Linked DNA regions of Salmo salar: region 1 is linked to region 2. The links are chromatin contacts, called in public Hi-C maps. All regions are on one chromosome and are shown on one strand. Each heading gives the region's core, a stretch centred on a gene start, on an enhancer-like site or on the middle of the called end of the contact. The rest is flanking DNA. Distances are from core to core; before and after follow the strand shown. Region 1 holds the start of LOC106608961 (desumoylating isopeptidase 1). Region 2 holds the start of LOC106608977 (myocardin-related transcription factor A).

The links. Hi-C and Micro-C count contacts between places; a contact is called where the count stands out from the background.
Region 1: a Hi-C map of gill shows a contact between it and region 2, with 5 times the contacts expected there. The contact joins the promoter of LOC106608961 here to the promoter of LOC106608977 in region 2. A contact is called at or near these places in 3 of 3 Hi-C or Micro-C datasets (blood, gill and muscle).

What each region holds. Positions count from the first base shown.
Region 1 is chrssa01:88,125,577-88,130,217 of Ssal_v3.1, forward strand. LOC106608961 (desumoylating isopeptidase 1) reads right to left here and starts at 3,091. Exons shown (of 6, transcript XM_014207226.2): 1 at 2,620-3,091; 2 at 2,380-2,401; 3 at 2,136-2,205; 4 at 1,592-1,701; 5 at 1,334-1,456. The coding sequence starts at 2,710. It overlaps xrcc6 (X-ray repair complementing defective repair in Chinese hamster cells 6), which reads left to right and starts at 3,917. Exons shown (of 13, transcript NM_001139967.1): 1 at 3,917-4,022.
Region 2 is chrssa01:87,941,711-87,946,430 of Ssal_v3.1, forward strand. LOC106608977 (myocardin-related transcription factor A) reads left to right here and starts at 2,593. Exons shown (of 17, transcript XM_014207289.2): 1 at 2,593-2,725; 2 at 3,640-3,705. It overlaps tha1 (threonine aldolase 1), which reads right to left and starts at 2,588. Exons shown (of 7, transcript XM_014207320.2): 1 at 2,078-2,588; 2 at 1,653-1,736; 3 at 1,337-1,425; 4 at 1,056-1,241; 5 at 827-964; 6 at 445-637; 7 at 1-328. The coding sequence starts at 2,369.

The sequences.
Region 1 (4,641 bases), core at 1,841-4,340, 180 kb after region 2:
TGTCTTGAGATGTTGCTTAAATATAGCCACATAATTTTTCTTCCTCATGATGCCATCTACTTTGTGAAGTGCACCAGTCCCTCCTGCAGCAAAGAACCCCCCACAACATGATGCTGCCACCCCCGTGCTTCACAGTTGGGATGCTGTTCTACGGCTTGCAAGCCTCCCCCTTTTTCCTACAAACATAACGATGGTCATTATGGCCAAACAGTTCTATTTTTGTTTCATCAGACCAGAGGATATTTCTCCAAAAACTACGATCTTTGTCCCCATGTGCAGTTGCAAACCGTAGTCTGGCTTTTTTATGGCAGTTTTGGAGCAGTGGCTTCTTCCTTGCTGAGCGGCCTTTCAGGTTATGTCGATATAGGACTCATTTGACTGTGGATATAGATACTTTTGTACCTGTTTCCTCCAGCATCTTCACAAGGTCCTTTGCTGTTGTTCTGGGATTGATTTGCACTTTTCGCACCAAAGTACGTTCATCTCTAGGAGACAGAACACGTCTCCTTCCTGAGCGGTATGACAGCTGCGGGGTCCCATGGTGTTTATACTTGCATACTATCGTTTGTACAGATGAACGTGGTACCTTCAGGCATTTGGAAATTGCTCCCAAGGATGAACCAGACTTGTGGAGGTCTACAATTTTTTTCTGAGGACTTGGCTGATTTCTTTTGATTTTCCAGTTGTGTCAAGCAAAGAGGCACTGAGTTTGAAGGTAGCCCTTGAAATACATCCACAGGTATTACTCCAATTGACTCAAATTATGTCAATTAGCCTATCAGAAGCTAAAGCCATGACACCATTTTCTGGAATTTTCCAAGCTGTTTAAAGGCACAGTCAACTTAGTGTATGCAAACTTCTGACCCACTGGAATTGTGATACAGTGAATTATAAGTAAAATAATCTGTCTGTAAACAATTGTTGGGAAAATTACTTGTGTCATGCACGAAGTAGATGTCCTTACCGACTTGCCAAAAATATAGTTTAATAAGAAATTTGTGGAGTGGTTGAAAAACAAGGTTTAATGACTCCAACCTAAGTGTAAGTAAACTTCCGACTTCAACTGTGTGTATATATTTATAGTGTCTACACTCTACATGTGAACAGAGACTTGTCCTCCTTCCATATTTTTCTCTTTATTCAGACAGTATTGAAAGTAGATTTAGAGTTACAGGTCGAGGAGAGACAGCATGAAAGTGTCAGTGGTGGAATTCTTACCCATGAACAATATGTGCTCGACTATCGCTGTGCCATGCTCCCGCACTACACTAAATGTCTGACAACAGGTTCTTGTTGCTATAGAGACAGGGGAGGGGAGAGAGGTGTAACTCACGTGGAGAGCACTTCAGCCGGCAGGTCTGTGATGTGGCAGGGGATCTTGCTGCCAGTGAGGAACTGGGCCACTTCGTTACTGAACGTGTTACAGTTCCACTCAAACAGATGGTATTGGTTCCCCCTACAGATAAAGAAGATGTGAGGCAAAGATAGGAACAGAGTAAAGGGAGAAAGAGAGGGAGAGAGACTGCACATCGCCATTACGTGTGGAGTTGAGATCCACAAGGTTGAGATCAACCAGGTACCACAGCCTCACCTGTACGTGGACTCTCCCAGTGAAGACAGGTACTCCATAAAGATCTCCTCAGTCACCTCTGTGGTGCCCAGGTCTATTATGGAGTTGGGTTGTCCTAGGGACGTTCCGCCCTAAAAACACACAACAAATACAAACAGCTTGTAAGGGGAAAGGGGATGCCTAGTCAGTTGTACAATCGAATGCATTTAACCCAACCCCTCTGAATCATAGAGGTGCGGAGGGGTGCCTTAAATTGACCAGGGAGCAGGTGTTGTTGGGGATTTAACTGCCTTGCAGAACGGCACATTTTTCCAACTTGCAGGCTTGGGAATTCAAACCAGCAACCTGTTGGTTACTGGCCCAACACTCTTAACCGCTAGGCTACCTGCCACCTGCTTGCTCAGTTGTCCTCCAATAGCCCATATGCAGCCCCAGGATTCGTTTTCTATCACAACTAACAGGATCTATGCTTGGGGTAACTAACTTAGACTTATGTACACCAATAAGAAAGAGATTTACAGGTCTAGTTTATGTTAGGAAGGAATAGAATAAAACGTTGTCTTACAGGTGGGCAGTTTGTGATGCCATCTCCCCCATAGAAAAACTCCTCTCCATGTACAACTATAGCAGTGTGCCTAAGTGAGAGGAAAAAGGCTACAGTTTATTTCACATAAAGACAGATTCCCAATTAACAGACTTAAAAACACTGGGGGAATATAATATAAATATTTAAAGGTGTACATAACTTGACCTTTGTCCTCACTAAAATAAGGATTTCAATCATTCAAAAAAATACATAATTTACTCACCATATTCCATCAAGCTGTTTACCTGTGAATATAACAGAATAGTTGATAACGTTATACATTAAGTTTACATTTTGTAGCGAACTTGGGGTACATAAGATACAGAAATTGATTCTAAATTCAGCGCATAGGCCTAAAATGCATCCTCGGCCTCTGCTCATCAATCCAAACTCTACATCCGCGGGTAAAACAATGTATATTCCAAGCAAAACTAGTTAGCTAACTAACGCGTTAGCAACTTACCTAGCATGAGGGGGCTCAGCTGGCGAGCCATTCCTTTAGATATGTCGTAAACATACAGTTTCACAGCGTACGAGGTGTTATTTGGATCCATAATTCAGCTTGATGGTGTAAAATTAGGTTGAGTGCTGTGTTGTCTTCAATGTGTACGAACTAGCTAGCTAGTGTTATCTAGCTAGCTATCCGACTAGTTAACGTAGTGTTATCTAACGTAACTAGTTAAGTTACTATAGTTCGTTCTGGTTCCGCAAATAGAAAAACACAAATAGTCCGAAATGCCTTATGTTGGGAAAAATAAAAAGGCATATAGTAGCTAAGCTTAATTACAACGAATATCTATCTAATAATTGAGGCAAATTCACGACAGTACGAAGCTCTTAGCTAACATGCTAGTCAGCTGTTGCTGTGTCACTGTGACTCAAAACAAAATAGATCTGTCAAAATTGCCCATAGATACATATGGCTTAAAAAACAGCCAATGAATGGATAGAGTGAGACTGGGACACCTGTGTGAAGCTAGCAACAATAAGAATTGGCCACAATAGTGGAATGTGGGGTTCGCGTTCAAAATAAAAGTTACCCATTGCAATATGCAAATGTATACAAATAGTGGAATAATGCCATATTTGGACTAGATCATCCTAAACAAGTTTGGAATATTGATATATAAATTCAACAAAAGACAATAAGTTGTTAATTTGACGCCAACAAGTTTTTTTTAAGTGTTTCAGCATATTATGTGTTTGATTTGATAGTGCTTATTATAAGTATGCCCCCAATGCAATACAGAAGTCTAATTACATCCACAGTGCGATTTCAACTGACTCTTTACTTTTTTTTGTCAAATGAACTACTTATTGTATTTTGAATGTATATAAAAACATTACAACCTTGTTTGGCATCTAGTCCAAATAGGTATTATTCCACTATTTGTATTCATTTGCATGTTTCAATGGGGGAATCTTATTTTGAAGGGAAACTGCAAATTCCACAATCCGTATTGTGGCTAGCTTCAAATAGTTGACCGTGACGACCTACATCGTCAAAGCGTCTGATAAAATATTATGAAATGGACGCAAGAATCCGTAATAAAATTAAGAAATCTTGTGTTTATGCAAGTGAGTTTTACGATTGATATGACAAATATTTTGACGATATTTGTTTCATAAATCGTCTCTACCTCAATAGCACAGTAGATGGCGCTATGCACATTTGGCTTTACATGAACCCACCAACATTTTCACCATAGAAAAAGTAATGCGCTTTCAGGTCGCAACTGACGACGTAATTAAAACCAGTGACACGACTATGGTCTGATATCAACACCTGCATCAAGACAAAACAAGGCTTGTAGCTAACTATTTCCACCGAAACCACTTTTGTAACAGCATACATTCGGCCATAAGGTATGCTTTCATTCGGCTGTATAGTTTAAATGAGAGTGCATTCTTATTTATGCTGATACGTGGATGCTAAGATAACCATATACCGTTTAGAAACTCTGTGATTATATTCAAAAAGTTGTCTGCCGCCTAATTCCCCGACGCTCCCCCAAATGTTCTGTCTAAACGCAAATGCAGGTGTTGGATACAGTTTTGGAAACATTTGGAAGTTAACTTGAATATAAGTGGGGGAAAAAAATAATAAAATACAAAAGACTTACCGCATGCAGTTTTGAAAGTTGCACACGGCTGTATTTTTAAGAAACACCGGAAATGTGGAACGTATTGGTGTAATGGAGGTATTGTAGCTGAGGCAGTGTGTGAAAACAGCCGGGTGCAACTTTGCTAAACAGTAAAATTGTGTTTTGTATTTTAAATATTATTTCTCGCATATATGAAAGTTACATTCCAAAGGTTTACAAAACCTTATCGCAAGAGGCGTATTTGCGCTTAGAGTGTCGGGAGTAAACAGAGTGTCGGGATTGTGGTTCACATGGGGAGGGAGAGTAGCTGTGGTCCATACTATCAGCTAAGAACCCAAAAGGGGGGGGAACTGTAAAGTGGGTATACCCCCCTTGAGTTC
Region 2 (4,720 bases), core at 1,343-3,842:
CATGTTAGGGTTAAATCTATGCGAGGCTTCACTGGGCTCTGCTGAGAGTGTTGCCTGGCCACAAACTGCAGCTTTTGGATGGCCAGCTGAGTGTCCTCCAGTGAGATGTCCAGATGCCAGACGGCCCTGACAAAGCCTCCAATGTGGGGGAACATGAGTACCCGTACCCCCTGCCCCATAGCGGCCTGCTCGCCTTCCCCCACCCCAGCCATCAGGGCACAGAACTCTGTTGGGGTCAACGAGGCATCCCGCAGACGAAACCGCAGGATGTTGGTTTCCACAGCAGCCATGTCGACCTCGTAGAGAGGCGGGTCGCACTCCAACAGAGCTACACACACACACACACACACACACAGGTTGACAGAGTGGTCAAGAATATATGATGAAATAGAAACGTCCACGTGTGTGTCTTGCAGGTGTACATTTGTGTGTTTGTGTGCCCACCCTGTGCGAAGGTCCTGGCATGACGGTGGTCTTCCTCCAGCCTGTTGATCATGTCCCCCAATGCCAGCTTGCCAGCGGCTGCCAGAATTCCCACCTGGCGCAGCCCTCCGCCCAGGGCTTTACGACAACGCACCGCCCTGGAAATGAAGTCCTGAGGGCCAGCCAGCATGGTGCCCACTGGAGCACCCAGACCCTGCAACACACAGGATCATACGCAGGAGCATACGCAGGATCACACAGCAGGTAACATACAGCAGGTAACACACAGCAGGTAACACACAGCAGGTAACATACAGCAGGTAACACACAGTGTCTGTCTCACAAATACATAACTCCAGCTGATGGTGTGTGTGTGTGTGTGTGTGTGTGTATGTGTTCTGACCTTGGACAGGCAGACGCTGACGGTGTGTGTGTTTTGTAGGATTGTAGATGGGGCGACTTTCTGGGCAATGGCTGCATTCATCATTCTTGCTCCGTCCATGTGTACAGCCAGTCCATATCTGTCTGCTAACACCTTTACCTGAGGGCGAGACACACAACAAAGCAGTTACACCATACCTCTCTGCAAGACTCTCGAGCACTAACCTGAGGGATACACAACACACACTCACCTCCTGCAGGAAGGGTAGGGGCAGCACACGGCCTCCCTGTATGTTGTGTGTGTTCTCCACACACACCAGGCGTGAGCGGGGGTAGTGGGCGTCGGGGTAACCATGGCGAATCTTGGACTCCAGCTGATCCAGGTCAAAGGTCCCGTCAGGTAGATTGGTCACCATGGTGGAGTGGACACCAGCCAGCTGACACACACATTACAATCACATGTGTTTTTAGTGTGCACTTTAAGTTTGTGTGTGCAGTGGCTGTGTGTGTAATCTGTGTGTGTTCACTATACCTGAGCACTCCCTCCCTGCTCGTAGATGTGGAGGTGTGACAGATCTCCAACAATCATCTCATCTCCTCTCTCTCTGCAGTGCACCATTACTGGACAACATTTAAACACATCCAAAAAATATTACACAATTACTACTAAGGTGATCCACCTTATGCACAGCCATGTAGAACGATCAGCTGTAAACCCATTGCAGATCCATCTCCTCTCACCAACACAACTGAACAACACACACACACACACACACACACACACACACACACACACACACACACACACACACACACACACACACACACACAGCTGGTTATTCTCTCACCTGCTATTAGGTTTGCCATGGTTCCAGATGGGACATAGAGAGCTGCCTCCATCCCAAACACCTCTGCAGCCATCTTCTGGAGCTCTGTACATGCCCATCCAAATTTGCCAAATTAAATCAGGTTCATAAAAATGGAAAGGATGCATCATAAAATGATACAAACAGGTCCATGTCAGTGCAATCAGATCACAGTACCACACTAATGAATTATGCAGTGTGTGCACCCCATGCACTTCACTACAGAATGGGTATTGCACTGTTTTACATACTTTTATTGATCGGCCAGAACTTTGATCGGTGAAAGATCAGTATAAAATAATCAGGTCATAATGATGAGCACCTTCTTACAAATCAGATCTTCACAAATGATTGTTAAGCAACTCCATATGCTTGCCAAAACTCATGCCTCATCTAATTTCTCTGACCATTTACTGTTGGATCCTCCCCGAATACATCATCCCCAACCTCGGCCTCTGCCATGGCCTGACGCATGGCCGCTCCAGGCTTGGTCACTGTGTCGCTACGGAGGTCCACTGTCCGGGTAGAGGATGCCCCGGCCAGGGAAGGGTCCACTGGTTTAGCGGTCTCGTAGTAGAGTCGAGAGGGTCCTCGTCCAAGCCCCACGGGGAACACATGGCGATGTTTTGGTGAGATGACACCCCGGTTTACACAGTGCAACAAGGCACGGGCCAGAATCGTTAACGTTTTTAAAAACATGTTTGCTGTCGTTTTGAGCACCGCAGAAAACCAGTTCACTCATCCATTGTTTTAGCTGTGAACTTTGGATCGTTGTATTCGACAATCATTGATTCGAACTCCAGTGGCTGTCAGGCCAGAGTAATGGAAAAGGATCATAAATATACCAGAAGGTGGCGCCACAGAACATGTATTTTACTCCACCAGCCCACAACACAGAAAGCGTTCATTGCCATGATCTAACCCTGGGTTTAATGTCTATGAATTGAACTTCTCTTCATGCAAAAACAATGCCACAAAGCAAATACATGTATGCCATACATTAATCTATATTATTCCCCAAGCAGTTAACATCTCATCCAGTCGTGTGGTTAGATGTGAGTATATATTTGATACTTTGTTGTTGTAATATAGCTTTGAAACTTCAAATTGTTGCTTACTATAAGGAATTACGGATGTGCCTTTCTAGCTGAGAGAGGAGGGTTTTCCGGTCAAAGTTTCCTTTGTGAGTCGAAGTGGTGCACCACTAAAGCCAAAGGCGTTTACCCTCGTTAACATCATTAATAACAAAAATGATAAGTAGCTAACGAGAACACGCATGAATTTAAATAATAAAGTCACGACACAGAAAGATACCTTGCAATTTGGTTAAAAGCTACAGGCTCCACCGCGTGACTAGACTGACAGGTAGCTGCCAGCATTAGATGCTAAGCTAACTATTTATTGTAGCTAACTGTCTGAAGCGGGGAAGGTGGACTTGTCTACCTATCTTTACTGTCGATATATTCGCATAAAACCAATTTCTGTTTGCTGCTGTGGAAGTATTGGATTTCGTTATTCAATAGTTCTGCGTTGGACCATTCCGGTGAGCTCCCACTACGTAACTAGCTAGTTTGCTAGATAGCTAACGTTAGCTATTTTATTGTTGCTAAAGGGTATTGTGTAACATTAGATACGTTATTTGCTAGCTAGCTGCCACATGAGCCGATGACAGCTGTCGTGACATCCGTGGTTAGCGCAATAGCTAACTGTGGATTTGGTTATCTAATCATACACATTGCCCTTGATACCGACGTTTTAACTAAGTTGTCAGGCCATCATGTTGCACCATACATCTACATACACACATACATAGATAGCTGACCAGGTCCGTGTAATAATAGTTTGTATTCATGTCATGAATGATGATCTGCATCAAGATGGGGATGGAACAAATTATTGATGAATAGTAGGCCTAACTGTAGCAATGTGCTTGGACTAAAGACACTCTCTTTCCCTTCCTCTCCTAAAGCACTCATCCCAACTGTGCTGAAATGGAAAAACCCTCCCATTTGTTTTCAAGTATTTAGAGGAACAGGTAAGTTCACATTTCCTGTTAAACATCCAGTCCCATCACTAATTTCCTGTTGTCAGAACAGAGCGTAGCCAGATCTCTATTTACCTTCCACTGATGAATGTAACTTATAGATATAGCTATAATACATCACATTTCTCCTGAGACAAGCTTGTGACAGATGAAGACTGCTAACAGTCAGTGTTCCTATTCATTAGTAGCTGTTTTGCACTTCTAAGATGCAAAACCCACATTCTAGCCAGGTGGGAGGCGTGCCTGCTGTGTTACTTTGTGAACGTGATGAGCACAGATCTGCACAGAGTAGTGTAGGCGTGCAGTTGGAGGAATGCCAGAGAACTGTCCCTTCCCAATGCCATTATGTCAGCACAATGCACTACATGTTTCAACAATAACCCTCATACAGGAGAGGTGCTGGCAATGCCAAAACAACCATCAGAGATCCAGATCATATCTTTTTGTGATAATGTATCAAATGAACCTGATATTGATGTTTGCGTGTTATATAAGATATCTTTGTTGCTGTGAGAACTTGTGTGCTCAAGGATTGTGATCAACGACATGGTGACAACACATTCACCTCCAAAACTTGACTATGTTCTGAAAATACATTGTTATTATGACATTACGCCACCTATTGCATTGATTGTGATGTGTTCTATTGTGACTCTACCATATCTTGCATTGCAACATTATTCAAGTTCTACTGCTGCACCTCATCCACACTCAAGAAAGTTGAGTTCTTGACTTGCATTGTGATGCATTGCATTGTGATGCATTGCATTGTGACATTTATTGTGTTTTGCTGCATTATGACATCATCCACCAAATGTTTAGTTCTTAGATTACATTGTGAAGTATTTCTTTGTGACACACCGTTTTAGCCTATTTGAGTTCTACTCAGTGGTGTAAATTACTTTTACTTCACTACTTTTACTTCACTATATTCCTATAGAAAATATTGTCCTTTTTTTCTCCATACATTTTCCCTGACACCCAAAAGTACTTGTTACATTTTGAA